Linked DNA regions of Gossypium hirsutum: region 1 is linked to region 2. A link is a contact called in public Hi-C data. All regions are on one chromosome and are shown on one strand. The core of a region is the stretch at or near the end of the contact, and the rest is flanking DNA. Distances in the headings are between cores, read along the strand shown.

Region 1 (6,453 bases), core at 3,926-6,425, 110 kb before region 2:
GCTACCTCTCGAACTTGAGCCACAACTTCGCTCATGACATAATCTTTATTTCTGATTTGATCTTGAGAGTGATGGAGTTGTTCTTTGCAATGTTCATTGTCTGCCTCAAGGAATTCCACTCGAGTTCTGCTATATTGTAGTGTCATCTTGAGTTCCTCTATTTTCCTTTTCAATTTCTCGATTTTACTTAGGCTGGTCTTCAACTCAATTACGGAGTTACGGCTACGATGCAGATGTAGTGATTTTTCCAATTCGGTTGTCCGAGCTTGTAATTTCTCTTTTTCGTTTTGGCTTTCCAACAAAATCTTTTTCAAAACGTCTTCCCGTACTTGGACATCTTGAAACTTCTTCTCCCAATGATTGGCTCTAGTATTTTCTTTTTCAATTTCTTGACGCCACTGCTCCGACGTCTTACCCAGATCGGTAGTTCTTATCAACATACGTAGCTTTTTGTAATCAGTCTTCAGACTACCCAAGTTCTTATCCTAGCCACATCTTTTCCTCCTCTAATTGCTCTATCTTCTTTCCCAATTCTGAGCTCTTTTTTTCAAAGTCTTGTTTGATGATTTCTAGTTCAGACGGGACTGCTTGTAAGTGCTCCTTTATCGCCGAATGTTCTCTTGACTTGGCATTGGGATGTTATTATCGATTCTTTTACTCCACTAGTATTCATACTCAAGGGTCGTCTTTGGACCTGCGGTGAGTCCTTTCATCCTACGGGTTTGGCTCCAAGCATTCGATATCTTATGAACTCTCTTTCTATAATTATCGTCCTTGTATGAGAACTCGCACTGAGCCAACCCTTGTGTCACTGGTACGAACTGCCTTGATCGGTATTGCCTTAACACGAGTAGTGGACAATATCCAACGGCTCCCCATATCCTAAGTAGATGGACCCACTCAAAGTCCCCGCACCAATATAAGATCTCACCAAGGATCATCCATGGGGCTCTCCACTCAATATCTTTAACTTATAGATTCTGGAGAATTTCCATCCACTTCTCTTCGGAAAGGTCATCTCGCCTTGGCGTACCTACTAATTCCTTTAGTAAGGAGTAGTTCTCGGAAAAACTCAATATGAGACTTTTTCTACCTTCCAAAAGTGGCTATGGAACAACGATAGTAAAAGTTGCGCACATCCTATAAATCTACCTTCGCCCGCTCTCCGGAAAGCATTCAATGATCTAAACATTTCGGCCAAGATCGCAGGGATAGGTGAGACCCCTTTATCAAGTCGATCAAACAGGTCTGAAACTGCATTATCTACGTGTCCTAATGCCTTGGGAAAGACGACCAAACCGTAGATACTCAAAGCAAAAACATCAACCCTCTTCTTCATGTCCGGATGTGCTAGAATCAGATCTCTCAAGTTCTTCCAAGAAATACACTTACCATCTCCCTTTTGCTTGATCCGAGCTGCAACCCACTGCTCGCTCATCCCCGTGGTATTCATCAATTTTTTTACAAAGGTCGGGACGTTAGCCATTTTGGAATAGGGCTTGTCGACCTTAATCCTCGGGCAACGAAGTACGGCCATATACTCTTCCACAGTAGGTACCAAATCAACCCACCCAAAAGTGAAGCAACTATATGTGGGATTCCAGTACTGGGCAAGAGCCCGGAATAAGTGTTTGTCGACTTTCACCTCGAGTAAATAAGCTATGTCTCCATAATTGCGGTAAAACAACTGCTTGACCTTATCGTTCCAACTGTTCCATATTTCCTTCAATTCTCGCAAGTCATTTTGGGTCACACTAATGCGAGTGAAATCCTACAATTCCGATTCATATCCCTTGATCAAACTATCTCCCTTCTCTTGCTGCGTCCTTTCGGACCATACTCGGACTACCGCATTATCCTCCACTCTATCAAGAAACCTTTTTTCCATGTTAAGCTTTTCTATTTAGTAACTGAACGTGAATCAACACATTCGTATAATGTAATGCCATGCAATAACAACAAAATACAACAAGTCAGTATACAAAAATAGAATCCAAAGCAAATAGGAAATAATCAAGCACCTATTCGGATAACCACTAAGGTTTGGAGTAGTTCTACCTAGGGTTGGCTCTTAGGGCTCATTATATGCTGCTCGGTTCTAGAGTAAGGGTACCTGAACCAGCAGATTCCTCAATCTTCACCCATTATAGGCTCATATGGATTGAGTTCGGTTCAGGGGAATACATTTCCCTATGGCTACACGGAGATGAAAATCTCACGAAGACATAGGTACAGATGTATCCCGAAAGCGATCCACTATCCTACACGGAGGTGAAAACCTCATGAAGGAATAGTTTCTCACTCCCACTTAAAAAGGGAAGATCAAACGATCATGTAATGCGATATGAAAAACTATTTAAAGACTCAAACCAATGAAACATGTAATGTATCATAGACCACAAAAATAATAGATGAAGTACAAAGAAAGGATCGTATTTCGAAACCAAATTTTTTATTTTCGACAACAAGACAAAAGTTAATCAACTTGTGGCTCGACTCTTTTAGTGTTCCCTAGCGGAGTCGCCAAGCTGTCGAAACCTTTCTTTTGAAAACGAGGATCGACTTTGGTTTTGAAAACGATAAACGAAAATTGGGAGTCACCGCCAATCTTTTTGTTTAGGTGTGATCAGATCACCTAGAAATTTGGTTATTTTAATAAAACATTTTGTTTTATTAAAACAACGATTTTGGTCTACGAAATTTGAGAAAATGGGTTCGGGAGTCAGTTACGTACGAGGAAGGATTAGCACCCTCGTAACGCCCAAAATTGGTACCTAATTTATTAATTAATGTCTTAATGTCGAAATCTAAAAAAACTCGAAAAGAATTTAGAATACGATCCCTTTTTTTACGTTGATCTATACAAAGAATTTGCTTGAGTAAATCGAATTGGATTCTAAAGACCTTCTAATCCCAAAGTAATAAAATGCCACATCCAGTACTTTAGGACGCAACATTTCAGACCCTCGAGAATAAGTTGGCCTTTTGATTTTCAAAACTCATACGTTTTAATTCTTAAAGGTTATTCGGTCATTCGGATCAAACGAGAAAAATCAAAACCCAGTACGTTAGGGCACGATCTCTCGAATTTTCAAATGCAGAACATTGCCTTACTTTAAATTTTTCTTTATTTCTTAAAAATTTTATCAAACGTAAGTTCAAAATGCCATGGGTTATTTTGAAGCATAATACAAAGACAATCAATTATATGTAAACATAGTTCATGGGGAATAATAATGCAATAAAATAAAACAACTATACGAGCCAAGAATATATGATAAATAAATGATATGATAATACTAATATACTATAATAGTCATGGTAATATTAACAGACAAATTGCAATAACAATAATACATATGAATATGAATAAGTAAAGATGAAATAAATAATAATAATAATAATAAAGTAATAATGAATAAATAAATATAAGGGAAAAGATTTAAAAAATATTGAAAGTAAAGAACCAAATTAAAGGATAAATGAAATTTAAAATATAATTTGTAATAAAACATAGGTAGATAAATAAATATAAATAGTAATAACAATAATAATAATAACGATAGGTAATATAAATAATTCAGTTTCCTTTAAAAATATATATACATATATAAAAAGATAATAAATGGATAAAGGAATAAATAACAATGAAGTAAAAATGATAGATGCTGAAATGACAATAATAACAAAATTATAAATAAAATAATTAAATGAAAACAAACAAAAATTTAAAGAGGAACGAAAGGACAATGACAAATGAACACAAGGATTATAATAAAATATGAATGTATAATATACATACATATATATATATGAACAAGTAAACGAAGGAGCGAACAAATAAAATAAAAGAATAATGAACAAATGAACAAGTAAATAAATAAATTAATTAATTAATTAGAACAAAAGGACTAAGTCGGAACTTAAACAAAACTAAAAGATAAACTGAAATTTAAATTCTCAAATAATAGCGAGTGGACGAATAAATAAAAGAATCCAAACGAGAGGTTAATTTGATGCTAAAATAAAGTTAAAGAGACAAATTAAATGAAACAAATAACATAAGGGTTATAATTTGACGTATGAAAACAAGAAAGGACCAACAGGGAAATTATCCCTTGTCTTCAAAATGCCCTCGTTTCAAGCATTTAACCCTTTTAAACGGTCTAAGGACCAGAATAAAACAAAGTTAAAAGTTTGTGATGAAATTAAAAAAAATAAAAATAGGATACAACTAAATTGCGCGCATCACAAAAGCGGAGGGACTAAAGTAGATATTTTCCCTCTTAAAGGAAACGCGTGGACCCCCCTAGAGTGGGTCGGGTCGCGCACGGGCCCTCCAAACGATGCCGTTTCAGCGTTAGAAACCCAGGTGCAAAACGATACCCTTTTTGCATTATCATTTAAGCCATTTTTTTATTTGCTTCCTCTTTTCTAAAAAATTTCAGAGAATACCCCCCCATTTGCATTTTTTTTCTAGGGTTTATAGCCCTCTTTGAGCCGCCGTTAGACCATCGTGAACCCGCCGTGGATTCCACCGTAGACGGTGGTCCAAAGCCTCATGGAATCGGGTTTGTGACCCTCTTGAAGGGCGATTCGATGGTGAGGCTCCCTAGACCGAAGAAAACAAAAGAGAAAGAACCCCCTGCCTCCTCCTTGGGTCGATTCCGACGACGGGAAAGAAGACTCCAGCGACGCAAACCCGGGGTTTTGGGTAAGTTTTTCCTTTTCCTTTTTATTTATTTTTTTGTTAAAAATAAATTTAAAAGGTAGAAAAATAAATAAAAAATAAAATCGAAAGAAAAAAGAACAAGAAATTGAGATTTAAAATCAACCTTTTTTGTTTTTTGCTTTTTGATTGCTTAATCGTCTGTAAAAAAAAATACAATCTGTTCTTTCTTGGCTTTATAGCCGAAATACAATCTATTTTTTATTTTCGTTTAGGCCTCTATTTCTACTGTTTACCTTTGCGTGTTGCCTTGTCTCTGTTCCTCTTTTGGGTATGTTTGCAGGTCGGGGAAGGTCAACAAAGGGGGGCTTTCGTTTTGGTGCAACGGGACAAAGGGGAGTCGAGCCTCAGGCGTTGGACGTGCCGACGAGGCACATGGGACGTGCGGCGTTAAGGGAGACTAGGATTTCCTGCTAGCTGAGATTGGTTTAGGCATTGGGCCTATCGGGCCGGTAGGAAGTGGGTTAGGAATTTAGGTTATTTGGGTTTTTCGGGCTTGGTTTTATATTTGGGTCCTTTTAATGTGTAAATGGACTGCTGAATCTTTTTACTTATCTTGTTTTTATTGGTTTGGGCTCGGGCCGGGCAAAATGGACCTATTACAATGCCCAAGAAAAGACATCTCTTAAATTGGACTTGATAGATGACATTTTAATCTTTCAATCGGTTTTCTCTTTTTAGATTAGACTAAAGACATGTTTAGATTTATTAACATAAGATGTCTTTTCGTACTACGATCCAACCATGTAATATCGCTTAGTATTAGTTAAACATTAGACAATTAATGAGCAACATTTTCTTCCATTTTATTTTACATACAAAAACCATGTGAGGATAATTATACAAAGTATATTAATGTAATCAAGTAAATTTGTTTTATTAACCAATTTATTTCAAAAAATTACAACTACATATTGACGAAAATACTACAGTTAAAACACCAAATCCAACACTTTGTGATTGTGTTCATTTTTGAAATTGTTAAATACATGTGCATTGTTTATACTTTGTGCTTATAAAAGTACTTTACTTTTATAAATAAACAAATATTAATGTAAATATATTTTTATTTTTATTTTTTTATGTTTTTTAATAAAATAATACTATATATAATACGATTTGGATTTAGAATACAAGTAAAGCACCACTTGATTTTATGATAACATGTAAACTGATTGTTTGTCCTTGAGCAATTGTCATCATTTTCGCTACTTCAAAATACTTATTTCAGAAATTGTAACATAACAGTTGAGAAAATTATTAGTTTTTTTTTTCTAATCCATTATCATAATTAGGATATCTATGGTTAGGGTTGATTGATTGGTTGGTTGCATTTGTCTTATATGCTAAAAGATGGTTGACATTATTTTTATAGTAAAGTCCAAAACTTTGGTTTTTAAACCTATAACGACTCTATGATTTAAAGTTTTAATTACAGTAAAAAATAGCTTTAATTAAATGAGATTAGAGGAAAAAGGCATACAGAAAAAGATTTAAAAAGTTTAAATGTCTTTAAATTATTTTATTTCTTAAATAACTTTTTCATTTTTTATTGCAATTAAATGTATGTTTGATAAATCATTAAATATGTTTTAACTATTTTCAATTTAATCCTATTCGATTGATTGATCTGTTTCTATTTTTTTTGTGATAAAAAAAATTTTAAGACTTTGTTTGATTTTAAGAAACAAAAATCATTTTCGATTTTGTAATTAAATTGTTTT
Region 2 (5,807 bases), core at 2,509-5,008:
TCATTTCCAATCCAATTTGAGTCACGTCTTTTTATTCTCATTTAAATTTTAAGTCTATCTACATACATATCTTTCCATGCTTCAAGTCAGAGTCCATGAATATTTGATAGCTAAATATTGTGTAACTTGGAACATTAATATAATTTTCTATCACTACCAAAATACAACTTGACTCTTAATTTAAGAACTTTTAAAATATTTTTATAATATAACTTTAGAATATACTAATAATATAATTTGTTTGTGAAAAAATAAAAATATTACAAATAACTAAAAAGAAACTAGAGGAGAAACTAAACCTTCTTCTCTATCAAAAGTTAACTTAGTAATTTGATCAGCTTTTATATTATCTTTTCTAAGAACATAATTTATGGATCAGTTCGCCTTCTTTTGTAAGAGTTGGTTAATGTATCTGATTAATGTAGAGTTAGAACCCTTCAAAAATTTTCCTTAATAACTTTAATAGTTTTCATATTATCAATTTGTATTGTGATTCTATTATAAAATCTTTATTGTGCTAATGTAACACTTTCAAGAATATCCAATAATAAAATACATAATACTCTCAAATAAAGAATCTAAATTTGAATATATTATAAAAAATTTATCTACAAGTTTCAAAAATTAAATTTTATGGGATGTAGAATGGGAAATGTAATATGAGATAAGCAAATATTGAAACTGTCATCACATATAAACGTGTTCGGATGCAATAGTGATGTTAGATAGAAAGCGTGCAGGGCAGGAAAGCAAGCAAAAACCCACTGAAAATGACATGTCTTTTTTTTTTCTTTAACTTTTTTATTTGTCTAATTCGTTGAAGTTCTATGTCTTGTTTGGGCTGTCACTGATATTAACTACCAACGAACATTAGTTGTATTTATGGGTCAAAAAGATCAAACAGCACATGGTTCAGTTGTACCAAGTTGAGGGTGGAACCAACTATTTTCATGCTGTCATTTGACAAAATCTAGTTATATTTAATTTTTGGATAATTTATATTTAATATCATCTAAGCTTATATCTTGGCCATTCAATTTTAAAAAAGTTACAAAATGATAACTGAATTATTTGAAAGTTTTTATTTAAAGTCATTGGATTATTAAAATAGTTTTGTATGACTTTTTCTATTCGCACTGTCTGCAGTAGTTAAAAGCTTTTATTTCCTTTCTTTTCTTCAATTTAGGTTTTTCTTTTTTATGAGACAACTTTGAATATCACTAATCTGTGAATCAAAATCCAAACAATTTTTTTCTTCGATCTTCGACACTAACTACTAGATCGACTTGGATCTAAAGTATGTTCTTCTACCCCTCGATGAATAATGCTCCACCATACTGATTATCAAATCGTCGTTTGAAGTTCACTATCTGTACTTTAAAAAAGAAAAAAAAACTATTGACTTAAATAAAAGCTTTCAAATGGTTTAGTAATCATTTTGTAACTTTTTGAAGTTGAATAAATAAAATATTAACTTATTAATAGTTTAATAACATTAATTATAATTTACTTTTAATTTTTTAAAGATTATATTTTTATATTGATATGAATATTTTCAAAACTATTTTAGGACTGGTGGTTCACCTTCATAGCTAGATCAGGGAACTAGGTTGCACATGCAATGGCTCAAGAGGGCATGTTGAGAATGGAATATTGTTTTTGAGTGGAGGACCCTTGTTGGCCACCTTTGCCGCTGATGAATGCAGAAGATCGCTTAAACCGCCTTAGTCTAGGTTTCAAGTTGGGGAATTTCTTAATATCTTTGTTTCCAAAATTTCTCAAGTGATTTTTCATCGTCCCCTTGTTGTTTCGCTTGAAGATTCAGCATCGATTAGGGTCTCTTCTGAAAGAGAGGCTTTTTTTTATTTTGGATTTCTAATTTTCTTTGTGGTTTTCGCGTTTTATATGGTTTATCATTGTTATTCTTTCTCATTTAATAAAGTAATTGGCATTATTCTAAAAAAAAAGAAAAGAAAAATGTGTGTTTTTTTTTAAAATTGTGTGTTTTTTTTTTAAAAGAAATGTATAGATAATGAAACAACACATTCATATGGCTTCCACTTTAAGGCTAACACAATAAATCAAGATATTTAAGAAGGTGTTTTGTTGTAATAATATTCTTTTAAGTTATAGTTTATAATTATCTATTCAAATCTTTTCAAATATCGAATTCAAATTAAAAAAAATCATTCTTAAATAAATCTAAACCAAGAACAAAAATATAAAAATAAATTCAAATTACAATACGGTGAAATCTGACCTATCAGCATCAGTATATAGAATACAGTTTGACAAAGGAAAAAAAGTAGTTTAATCATACCTAGAAATTATTGTATGCATTTTGTCAAGAAAAAAAAACGAAATTTAACAATGAGATTAAGTATATAGAATAATTAATTTAAATTACATTTGAGTATTTAATTTAATAATTATATTAAGTATATATGTTTTTTTATAAATATAATTTCTTTTAAAAAATTAATTAAATATGTAATATAATACATAAATTTTGATTTTGTAAAATTTTGATTTGGTTTCACAAACCATTAGCTTTACAATTAATGTAGCATCTTTTAAATTTAGATATTCTATATACAAACAATTACATTGATCTAATATGAAAATAAATAGATATATTTATTTCTTAAAATGTTTACACTAAATCAAAATTAAAATATCATGTTTACCACCAAAGCAAAATGAAATTTTCATGTATATAACAACACCAAATAAAAATTTATATATCACATTGCATATTAAATCAAAATTTACTTATAAATATAAAATTTATCCTTTTTTTTATTTAAAGAGATCAAGTTCTTTTTTTTTTTTGAAAGGTAAATTTATTAATTCATTCAATGAATGGAACCATACAATTCAGAGAAAAAATAGCAGACACTGTCGTAGATGGTGAATGACAAGCTTCATCAACATAACACATGTTTTAACCTCAGCATCAATAGAATATTATGTCACGTTGACAATTGGCTTTGTCACAACTCAAACACGACATATCTGGAGTGATTGCAAGCATTTAATACGATAAGGAAATCAGCCCTGGATGGTCCAAAGTGGTGGGCAAAAGTCGACCAAAGAATCGAGCATTCACCAAACTAGAGAGGACGACAACAAAATCATCCCTAAAATCACTTATAAAATTAAGATTACATGCATAAGCAAGACTAAAAAACATGCTATAAGAGCAGACAAAAACTAGTGGCTAGTGGAGTTTTAGCAAAGGAAAAATATCGTCATTTTGTCCATCACAATTTGTGAAGACAACAAAGATATCCACAAAATAAATCTGCAAACTGAAAAGAGAAAAGACATCTATAGTGAATGAAAAGAAGAAAGAAATAAATGGTTGATGGGAGAGGAGAAAGGAGGGCGATAGCCAACTCGGAGGCTGGCACCGTCCCTGAACAAAATAAAAGATAAAAAAAATGATTTAGAGAAAAAAAATTTTAGGGTTTTTAAATAATCAAGTTCATTTTTTTAATCCATGGATTTGCTTTGTTTTATTGGCCATCCAACTTTATCCAAAAAAAAATATACGCTATTCACTAGGAATATGCCACATGCCATCTTCTTATTATATATCACTTCTTGTAAAAAAAAATTAAGAACCAACCTAGAAATTAAACTATAGTTCAAGGGCCAATTTACAATAAAACAAAAAAAATATATACACAACTGAGACTGAGAGAGCTTGGCATGGCAAGGATAAAAAAGAGAAAAATTGTTTTTGGACTGAAAAGAATTGGATTCTTCTTTCCAAATTAAAATCTGGGCTTTGAAGTCCAAATGAAGAACAGCCGAAGCCGCAAAGAGACAAAATTCTTTACTTCGTTTTCTCTATTACTCACTCTCACACTCTCACACTCACTTCATTTGTTTATCTTTTTTTCTTCTCCAAAATTTAGAAAAAAAAAAAAAAAAAGCACCCAAATCCCAAATATTTTGATCTTGTTGCTATCCCACCCTTCATCCACCCAAATTCAATCATTTTCAATTTTGTTCATATATAAATTCTTTTATGGCTGCTCTTTACTCAACTTCCTCTTGCTTTTGTGGTAGTTTGGGTTCTTACCCAGTTCATAAATCAGTAAAATTGGGTCATGGCAAGGTTAGAGATTCTGGGTTTTATTTTCCTCATCGTTTTCAGTGCGCTACTCCTAAATTACACGTCCAAGGTACTTTTTAGCTTTCATTTAGGATAGCTGAAATGGCTTTTTTTAAATTCAAATTTTTTTTATATCACATGATTAGCTTTGCTTCTAGGGTTATTTTGAGTAATTGTGAGTTTTATTTTTGTAGTTGTTGTAGTGGTTTATGGGATCATTCAGGAAAATGTATTTAATTTCTCTCTTCTTACTTAATTTTAAGTATGATTTAAGGAAAAGAACAAAGCTAATTAGCTAATTTTAGAACTGCGGAAAGAATGGGTTATGGATTTTTAAACTTAATTAATTAAAAAAACTAAATGATTTAAAATAGTTGTTTAATTATCTAAAAAGTTGGAGCACAAGGATTTTCAAATTTAGTTGCTTACCTTATTTTATTGATCATATAAAGAGTTCTGTTTAAAAAATGGACTAATAGTATTAAGCAATTGATAGCATCATATATAGAGTAAATTTTGATTTAGAGAAAAAAAAATGGAAATCTGCATATATACATATATAGTGCCATTTGATTAGTTCAGTGGCGGATAAGCTTGAGTGATGCAAAGATAATTTGGAGTTGTTTATTTTAATGATAGAAACGGATGATTTTGAACAGAAAGGATGATTTTGAACAGAAAGGACTAATTTGCTCTTTGATCTAATGTATAGGGACTAATTTTCCCAGTTTTTAAAGTAAAGGGAGCAAAATATAACCTGACCCCTAATACAAGACCCTCCATGGTACTTTTACATGATGCCATTTGATTAGTTGAGTGATGCAAAGATAATTAGGAGTTGATTTTGTTGCTTTAAATGTAGAGGGATTATTATTTGATACATTGCTGTTAGAGTAAAAGCTACACGAATGTTAAGTAATGCTCCATTGCTAACGTTATAGTTTTCTAGTTTTTACCTGCGGATTGTAATTACTGTGGTGTATAATTTTCATTATGTTTGTTTATTTGTTTCAGCAAAAGCCCTTTCTGTTGATGGGTTACCTGAAATAATGGATTCTTCACTTGTGGTTTGTTTCGGGGAAATGCTGATAGATTTTGTCCCGACGATCAGTGGTCTTTCGTTGGCGGAAGCTCCTGCATTTAAAAAGGCCCCTGGGGGTGCTCCTGCTAATGTTGCTGTCGGCATAGCTCGTCTCGGTGGTTCATCTGCTTTTATCGGGAAGGTATGTATTCTTTTTGTTTGTCGAGTATGATACTAACATATCTCATTCATGCTTGTGCTTTCATAGTTATGAAATTTGGCTGCTCTACATCGATAAAACTTCTCTATTTTAAGTAATTTTATCCTATATCTATTAGGTCTCGAGTTTAATCTGGTCTTATATTCAAGTTAGGCCCCTATTACCTATCGGTTTTGTGGTGTATGGTGCACATGGTATTAGAGCTTAATGTATTGTATGATGTGGACAGGTTGGTGAAGATGAATTCGGGTACATGCTTGCTGACATATTAAAGGAAAATAACGTCAACAATGAAGGGATGCGTTTTGATCCCGGTGCACGAACTGCTTTAGCATTCGTAACATTAAGGAGTGACGGTGAACGTGAATTCATGTTTTATCGTAATCCTAGTGCTGATATGTTGCTTCAAGAAAATGAACTTGATTTTGATTTGATTACGAAGG

The links. A called contact is a pair of places that touch in the nucleus more often than the background predicts.
Region 1: a Hi-C map of leaf shows a contact between it and region 2, with 4 times the contacts expected there. The contact joins the enhancer-like site here to the promoter of LOC107936631 in region 2. A contact is called at or near these places in 13 of 34 Hi-C or Micro-C datasets (anther, callus, hypocotyl and 2 more).

Annotation. Positions count from the first base shown.
Region 1 is chrA07:11,475,238-11,481,690 of Gossypium_hirsutum_v2.1, reverse strand. No RefSeq gene overlaps it. Among protein-coding and RNA genes, the nearest start is that of LOC121232113, 31 kb to the right of the region's middle. Within about 2 kb of position 5,175, at least 9 of the 9 cell types and tissues checked have an H3K27ac peak or open chromatin away from gene starts, as enhancers often do. A contact at or near this core is called in hypocotyl and leaf, where this site is marked.
Region 2 is chrA07:11,367,848-11,373,654 of Gossypium_hirsutum_v2.1, reverse strand. LOC107936631 (probable fructokinase-6, chloroplastic) reads left to right here and starts at 3,758. Exons shown (of 7, transcript XM_016869387.2): 1 at 3,758-4,193; 2 at 5,138-5,346; 3 at 5,594-5,806. The coding sequence starts at 4,037.